3 separate regions of the Hordeum vulgare genome follow, and all the other regions are linked to region 1. The links are chromatin contacts, called in public Hi-C maps. All regions are on one chromosome and are shown on one strand. The core of a region is the stretch at or near the end of the contact, and the rest is flanking DNA. Distances in the headings are between cores, read along the strand shown.

The links. Hi-C and Micro-C count contacts between places; a contact is called where the count stands out from the background.
Region 2: a contact with region 1 is called in a Hi-C map of seedling, with 5 times the contacts expected there. The contact joins the enhancer-like site here to the promoter of LOC123444362 in region 1. A contact is called at or near these places in 2 of 6 Hi-C or Micro-C datasets (leaf and seedling).
Region 3: a contact with region 1 is called in a Hi-C map of seedling, with 2.3 times the contacts expected there. The contact joins the promoter of LOC123444367 here to the promoter of LOC123444362 in region 1. A contact is called at or near these places in 1 of 6 Hi-C or Micro-C datasets (seedling) and 1 of 1 datasets of contacts at active chromatin or transcription factors (embryo).

Annotation. Positions count from the first base shown.
Region 1 is chr3H:477,922,442-477,925,141 of MorexV3_pseudomolecules_assembly, forward strand. It overlaps LOC123444362 (phosphatidylglycerophosphate phosphatase PTPMT2-like), which reads left to right and starts at 1,292. Exons shown (of 6, transcript XM_045121052.1): 1 at 1,292-1,799; 2 at 2,276-2,398; 3 at 2,583-2,676. The coding sequence starts at 1,578.
Region 2 is chr3H:477,628,233-477,630,932 of MorexV3_pseudomolecules_assembly, forward strand. LOC123444359 (serine/threonine-protein phosphatase 7 long form homolog) reads left to right here. Exons shown (of 4, transcript XM_045121050.1): 3 at 1-166; 4 at 320-1,188. The coding sequence ends at 979. It also overlaps the pseudogene LOC123444360. Among protein-coding and RNA genes, the nearest start is that of LOC123444359, 3.8 kb to the left of the region's middle. Within about 2 kb of position 1,434, at least 3 of the 3 cell types and tissues checked have open chromatin away from gene starts, as enhancers often do. A contact at or near this core is called in leaf and seedling, where this site is marked.
Region 3 is chr3H:478,352,647-478,355,346 of MorexV3_pseudomolecules_assembly, forward strand. LOC123444367 (glucan endo-1,3-beta-glucosidase 13) reads left to right here and starts at 1,310. Exons shown (of 5, transcript XM_045121060.1): 1 at 1,310-1,615; 2 at 1,990-2,700. The coding sequence starts at 1,561.

The DNA.
Region 1 (2,700 bases), core at 42-2,541:
GGCCACACACGCCATGATCGCTCGCAAGGACCCGAGCCGCCGTGGGCCCACCGCCCACGCACAGCATCATCGAACAGTAGGATGCGTCCAACCGGGCACCGCCCACGTGGAGCCCACAGCAAAGCAGGAAACGGGCGGCCGGCGCGACGAGGGGGCAGCGCACGCGTACGATACGAGCCGCGTGACGCCCCACCAGCACCACTGACGACGCCAGCTCGCCGCGGTCCACTCGTTCCACGGCCCTCCAAAACCAACGGCCGTTTTCTCGCTCCCGGACGCGGGAAATCGCGCGGCTGGGCTCCGACGAGAATCCGGCCGTTTCGGGCGGTGACTGGGCGCTTCACCGCGCCTGGGATTATTGGTGCGCGATTAGGCAGGCGGTTTCCCGTCCGCACCCTTTCCTTCTCCCGTAATGGTCTCCGTGCCCCTCTCCGTTTATTACAAGGTGGCTTTCGAACTGGTCTTTATTTTCTTGTTATATTATACTTTTATATAGTCGGGTTAGGTTGGTATAGTGTTCATGAGCGCCTTGTGTAAGCTGTGAGGCAATGTCATGATCCGTTCTGTGGTGCCAACTTTACATTCTTCCGAACGCTTCCATAGCTCCGTTGATGGGGGATATGATCTAGGTCAAATGCAAGTCCTTGTCACCAACAACCCTTTGCCTTGTTCCTCGCCGATGTGTGAAGTTTTATATGTTTTCGTGGATGTGTTATTCTTGACTCGTGCTCGTCAATGAACATATGAAGAATTATCGTCACTCCATTATCCCTGTAAAAGAAATTGTCACCCGGTTAATAAAATCATAAAAGCTCTGGGTAAAATAAATCATGAAAGTTGCAGGTAAGATAATACCATATAAGCTTGTTAGCGACATTCAAGCAAACAATTCGTCAAAAGAAGATTGCTTGCTTAGCATGCCCAATTGTTCGCATTGTTTACAAGTGCACCATTTCTCGTTTGATAGGATAATGCCTTTTTTTTCCGTAAGTTAACACCTTCAAAGGTTTCGCTCCAGACTACAAATATACATGTAATTGCTCTGTGGAAATAACATGTTTTTATAGGAGTTGTGTCCTTTTAGAGTGTACACAACACACATCATACATGGAGTAACGAAGAAAGCTTTGAAGATCTGTTGCACCTACTACTACCAAGAAAGAAAAGGAGCACGCTGCTCAGAACTGTTTCTGATGAAAACGCGCAATTACTCGAGCGTGGAAGGACCTGCGGAGATAAACGCACCCACGTTTTGTCCACCAATAAATCCCACCAACCAACAAACAACCCACCCAAAGCCCGGACCATCAGCCCCCTCCACCTCCCCTGGATCCGATTCAGCAGACTCGCCACCTGTTTTCGTCCCCGCAGCCTTCTCCTGAGGTTTTGTCCCCACAGCCCACACTCTTCCCATTTCTCGCGTCTCCTCCTCAGAGCAGAAGCCCGAGCCGCCACGCCTCTCGATCCGCGAACCTCCCCCCTCAAAGCCCCCCCGCGGATCTGCTGGTTTCGGGAGGCGTCCCGGCGGGCGCGTAGGGTCGGGGCCTCGGGCTGTTTCGGGAGAGGAGGGGAGGCGCATGAGGATTCGCGAGCTGGGGGACGGCGACGGGAGGCCGGTGGAGGGGGAGGAGCAGGAGGAGGCCTGCGCCGGTGGCGGGGGCGGAGAGGTCGTGCGGCTGAGGGCCAAGCGCGCGCTCGTCGGCGCCGGGGCCAGGGTGCTCTTCTACCCGACGCTCCTCTACAACGTCCTGCGCAACCAATTCGAGGCCGAGTTCCGGTGGTGGGACCGCGTCGACCAGGTGCTGACCCTGCCTTTAAGCGGATTTCCTGATTACGTACTTTGTTTGGGATTATATGCCCATAGTGTATGCATATGGAGTAGTATTGAGCGATTCTTGTTCGATAAATTGGTCTACCTGCCGTTCATAGGATTGGATGATAGGATGTCACTTTTGTAAACTGGTGAAGGGTGTGATTTTTGAGCACCGGTTTTTCATCAGGGATTTTTCGGTGCCATCTATACTTTTTGGGTAGTGCCATCTATACTTGGGGCTTCTATATAAGGTTTACATCTGCTTGACTGGTTCCATGATTGCCTCTGGCGCAGTGACGCTCCAAGCTGAAAGGACGCATGCATCCCTAGATAGCATGCCTTGATTGCTGTTCTTAGGTGTTGTGATTTTTGCTTTGCGCATTTTAGTATTTTGATGTGTATACTGTGACTTGTCTCTGCTACAAAGACCGACCGCCTAATTTGTCCAACCTCCATGTGCAGTGTATTTTGCTAGGAGCCGTTCCTTTCCCAAGTGATGTTCCACGTTTGAAGCAACTTGGAGTTCAGGGAGTTGTAACATTGAATGAGCCTTATGAGACTCTGGTGCCAATGTCCTTGTACCAGGTAAATTTTACATTAGTTGATTCCATTGTTGTGTGATTTTATTTGCATTTTGAATTTGAATTAATAAGTGCAATTCCATCCATATTGTGGTTGATTTGCAGGCATCCCCCATCATTCTACTGTTTTTTTTTCAATTATAGCAAAACAAATATGTACTGATGAGTAACGCACCTTCTTTTTCCAGGCCCATGGGATTGATCACCTTGTGATTGCCACAAGAGACTACCTCTTCGCACCATCCCTCGAAGATATTTGTCAAGCCATCGATTTTATCCACCGTAAGTTCATGCCATTTCTTAGAC
Region 2 (2,700 bases), core at 184-2,683, 290 kb before region 1:
ATATGATTTGTCATCTTATGATGAGTATCTGCAGTGGTACTCTGGAGCTACACGGCGGTATCTTGTGCCATCAACCGGTGATGATGCTGAAGCAGGACTTTTATCCCCACCCGATGATTCCTCTGATCTTCAGTACAAAGCCAAATCTCCTATGATCCGCAAAGCGGTAAACCTAATTAACTCATCACATTTATATGATTAGATTCCACAGTTGACTGAACTAATATTTCTCTCTATATACTAATACGATTTGAATTGAAGCTTGTCCAAATAGTTCATGCATACTGAGTCAGTACTGAAGATGAATTCATTCCTGTAGGTTGATAAGCTGCATGGTATGATGAAGAAGGCCAAGACAGCCATGGCATCCGCAGCTGATACGGCCACACAAGCCTTAGTTTTTGAATTTCTGCATGGCTTTGAAGATGTCCTCAGTGATCTTGGTGAGATCAAGGAAAGCGGTGGCCCAGCGGCTCCGCCTTTTGATTCAGCTACTGGCTCAGCTGCTGCCCATCACGAGCCTTTGCTTTTGCTTGAAGCTGACCAGAACATCATATGTGACAATCAAGAGGGTCAATATCAGGAAGATGAGGACCTTCACACAATGGAGCAGGCTACGTTGGGCCTCGAACCTATGGACGAGGTAAACCACTGTGTCGACAGTTTACTACTGGAAGTGCACGAAAACTGTGACTCAGCTTCATTAGCGATTGAGAACTGTGAGGCAGCAGACTTTGCTATTCCACAGCACACCGAGGATGTTGATCAAGCTGGACACCCTGCCGAAATGGAAAATGGTGTACAGGTGGTCGAACCCATGTCCACGTGTGAGGAAAATAATGGCTTCGATGTTGCGCCCTCTCCACAAGAGAGCGCCGATGTCAAACTGGAAGGTGACGATGTCGCGACTGCAGAACACGAGGACGTGGAGGAGGAAAACAATAACGGTTGTAACGGTGCTCCTTCCTCGCACCCGTAGTTCATCTGTCTCAAAGTCAGAGGAGAGACATGACGCCAATTCCAGCTTTGTATGTCACATATGTAGGGATTAGATTGTAGCTGATGCTGCCTTTCGGAGTTTGCCGTGATTGGCATTTCATTTTTGCTGACATTATTCAGTTTGTTATGCAGCCTGACATATAGCCTATTGATGTTGGCTAAGTGATTCAATCCATTATTTGTTTATTAGTCGTGCAGGTACTTTTGTAGCTGGCATGTTTATTTTTGAGGGTCATTTAGCTGGCATATCTCTTCGTTAACAAATGTCCCAAGTCTAATCCAGCGACTGTATTTACACCTTCCACGTCTGAATAGCAAATATTTTTATTTCTTGAGAATCGTCTGAATATCAGCTTCAGGCGAAGATGTGTAGGAGAAGAAAATATGGGCCGCCAGCAATTGGGCTTTCATACCGCACACGTGAACAAGCCCAAGGGACGACGGTCCGAGTCACAAGTCCAGTGCAGCGATCGCCCGCCACACAGAACAAGTCCAGTGCAGCGATCGCCACACAGGGTCCGGTCCGGGCGCTGACTGCCGCCAGCGGCGTTATTTCCGCGGCGCCCCTCTCCAGACCCCGTCTCCGTCTTCGCGTCGCCACGCCACCGCCACCGCCATCGCTCCTACGCCATCGGCGAGAAGAAAACTCCGCAGGGTCGCAAGTCTCCGCCCCCCGCCCCTTTCTCTTCTTCGCTCTCGCCTTCTTCCCAGCCATGGATGGGATCATGAAGGTGCTCGATCACACCGTCCGGGAGATGTAAGACCCTGATTCCTTTTTTTCTTTTCTCGTTTTGATTTGATTGTTGTGCGCTGACCTCGGACGCGGTCCCCCGTTTCCCAGAAAGAGAGAGGTCAATCTCAAGGTGCTCAAGGTGCCAGAGATCGAGCAGAAGGTTTGATTGATCGTGCTTCTCCTCCGCCTGTGTAATTTGGCCGTAGGGAAGGAAGGAAGGTCCATGGTGTAGCTGTCTTGTCTGAAATTTTGTGCATAAACAGGTTCTTGACGCGACCAGCGATGAGCCGTGGGGGCCTCACGGTTCGGACATGGCGGACATGCACGGGCCACCAGGAATATGTGAGTGCAAAACGCTCCAATTCGAATCCTCCTCATCACTTGATCTCTTTAAATAGAGGGTATTGAGTATTTTTTTGTGTGTGTGCACATTTTGATCGAGTCGTCGCTCTCTCTGCTTTCAGCGGCGAATGCCAGATGATCATGAAGGTACTGTGGCAACGGCTGTGCAACACCGACGCAAACTGGCGTCACCTGTACAAGGTGATGAGCTCGAATTGGAATTGAGAATTGTGATGAGTCCACTCCTTGTCTGCTCTGGGTTGTTCCTTGGTGACAGGATGTTTGTTTCACTTGCAGGCCCTGGCTGTGGCTGAGTATCTTCTGGCTAATGCCACTGAGCGCGCAGTCGAGGAAATTATTGACAACAGCCCACAGATTGCGGTATGTGCCGTTGTGGCTCATTCCGTTGTATATATTTCCGTGTGTGTATATATATTTCGTTCTGGAGTATAATATTTACCTTGCCATGATGCTGGTTTTCTTTGTGAAGAAACTCACAAAATTTGAGTTTGTGGAGCCTAATGGAAAAGATGTTGGGCTCAATGTGCGCAAGAAGGCCGAGGCTGTTCTGGCCATTGTGGATGACAGGGAAAAGCTTCAACAAGTCCAGGAGAAGGCTGCTTCTA
Region 3 (2,700 bases), core at 60-2,559, 430 kb after region 1:
GCGTGAGTAGTTATTCCGCTGCAAGTTGTTCGTGACTTAGCAATTTCCTCACAGGGAAATTCCCGAGTGACGAATTCATAAAAATCGCCTATTCACCCCCTCTAGTCGATATAACGCACTTTCACCAACCTCACATAAAAAACTCATGAAGACATGGGTAGTAGTTAGTACACAAAGTGTAATGGACAATGATTAGTATATCGAGACTTATCTTTGACTTGGTCAACTTGATTCACTCTTTGACTTGGTCTTGATGAACCTTGAGACTTATCTTCTCTTTATAAAGATGATGTCTTGAAGGTAAGCATGAATGTTCACACAATCTTCTTCTTTAAGACATGCTTGCAATAAACCCAACTCTCACATGATCAATCTTTGGATAAACTAGATGATGCCCCGCGCGTTGCAGCGAAAACATTGTTAAAATATGAATAAATAGTTGTTATAACAAATCTAAAACTAATGAAAAGTGAATGTAAGCTCAAAAACAATAAAATACGAAGTGTATAAAAAAGAGTGAAAATTATAGTTAAAATGTAATTTCTAACAAAATATGAAGGATGAACTCTAATGCAAGAAACTATTTATGATTAATATGCATGAGTAGATGATGTGGCACCATTGCATGCATGCGTAGGGTAATGCAAAAGATGTTATTGATATCTTGCATGCATACTTGTTTATGTGTCATGATTGCATGGGTAAGAAAATTAGGTAGTGAGTTGTAGCTATTTAGTAATAGAGGATTCTTAAATACCACCTTTTGTAATCACATAAATTCCTTTAAACTACCAAATAGACTTCAAAAAATGTTTATGAAAAAAATCCTTTAAATATAACTCAAAGCAACCATTAATTCATAAAAATTATCATCAATTATCAAAATCAAACATGAAGTAACATGTTCTAAAAGGAGGGACAATGATGTCCCCGATGGATGGGCCTCGGGAGAACGAAGACACGTATCCCATCCGTCCACGTGTTGTTCGTTTCAATACAAATACGATTTTAAATTTAAATCAAAGATAAAACGAAAGCAGACGAAAAACGGAGAGTGTTTGACTGAGATCGTGCGTTGGCCTCACTCAATACAAACCAAATGTTTCAAGGTCGTTTTTTACCACGACCCCGTGAGCTCACGCTTCAACCTAAGCCTTGTGGTCCCGGTCCAGCGAACATTCGTCGCTACTTTTTTTCCCTGAGGAAATTCCTCCCCTCGTCTCCATCCCGGACCCGTGCGCCCTTTGTTTAAACACCCTCAACCCAATTTTATAAGGCACCCCCTCGCGTCCGCTTCCGCTTCCGCCCGCCGCGAGCGACAGTCACGCACGCACTCCATTCCACGCACTGCCCCGCTGCACCGCCTGAGCCCAGTCGCCCAGTGGCCAGCGTCAGGCATCACCCCGTGCCTCCCTCGCTCCGTCCTCCTCTCTCCTCTCTTCCTCCCCTCTGCTTCACTCCACTCAACGGTCACACCCTCCGGCCGCGCAGCCAGCACAGACCAAGGTCTTATCGGCGGGGATAGCGGAGGAGGAGGCACAGCTCGGGGTCGGGACGCCAATGGCGCGGCGGCATGCGGCGGCGTTCTCCGCGTTCCTCTTCTTGCTGCTCATAGGTGAGTTCTTGAACCATATGCTCCCCCGGCTCGTCTTCTTGCTGGTACTTGAATACTCGCCCTTTTGGAATGTGAACTCTCAGTTAACCGCGCGCCGAGTGCCTGCTAGATGCTTTGCTTCCCGCTGAGTGCTAGCTACCTGCAGTGCGTATGGTGCCGTGACCGTGATGATGTCCGACGAATATATGTCTTCTTTTGGCGTTTGGGGGGAAATATAATCATCTAATCCCCATGTCCATCACCTTTTGGGGGGAGTAGATTGATTGTTTTCCTGGCATGAGATAGATTAAAGGATCCTGGAAATAAATGGGCGCTAAAATAAGAGAGATTGCGCGCTCCTGAATCCTGATGTGTGGCTGTTTTTGCGCTTGCAGGGCATTGCCACGGCGGCAAGACCGGCATCTGCTACGGCCGCAACGCCGACGACCTGCCGGGGCCCGACAAGGTGGCGCAGCTCATCCAGCAGCAGTCCATCAAGTACGTGCGCATCTACGACGCCAACGTCGACGTCATCAAGGCCTTCGCCAACACCAGCGTGGAGCTCATGGTCGGCGTCCCCAACGCCGACCTCCTCGCCTTCTCGCAGTACCAGTCCAACGTCGACACCTGGCTCAAGAACAGCATCCTCCCCTACTACCCGGCCACCGCCATCACCTACATCACCGTCGGCGCCGAGATCACCGAGAGCACCATCAACGTCTCCTCCCTCGTCGTGCCGGCCATGCGCAACGTGCAGGCCGCCCTCAAGAAGGTCGGCCTGCACAAGAAGATCACCATCTCCAGCACGCACTCGCTCGGGGTGCTCTCCCGCTCGTTCCCGCCGTCCGCGGGGGCGTTCAACAGCAGCTACGCGCACTTCCTCAAGCCCATGCTGGAGTTCCTCGTGGAGAACCAGGCGCCCTTCATGGTCGATCTGTATCCCTACTACGCCTACCAGAACTCGCCCAGCAATGTCTCGCTGAACTACGCCCTCTTCTCGCCGCAGTCCCAGGGCGTGATTGACCCCAACACTGGGTTGGTCTACACAAACATGTTTGATGCGCAGGTCGATTCCATCTTCTTCGCGCTCATGGCTCTCAACTTCA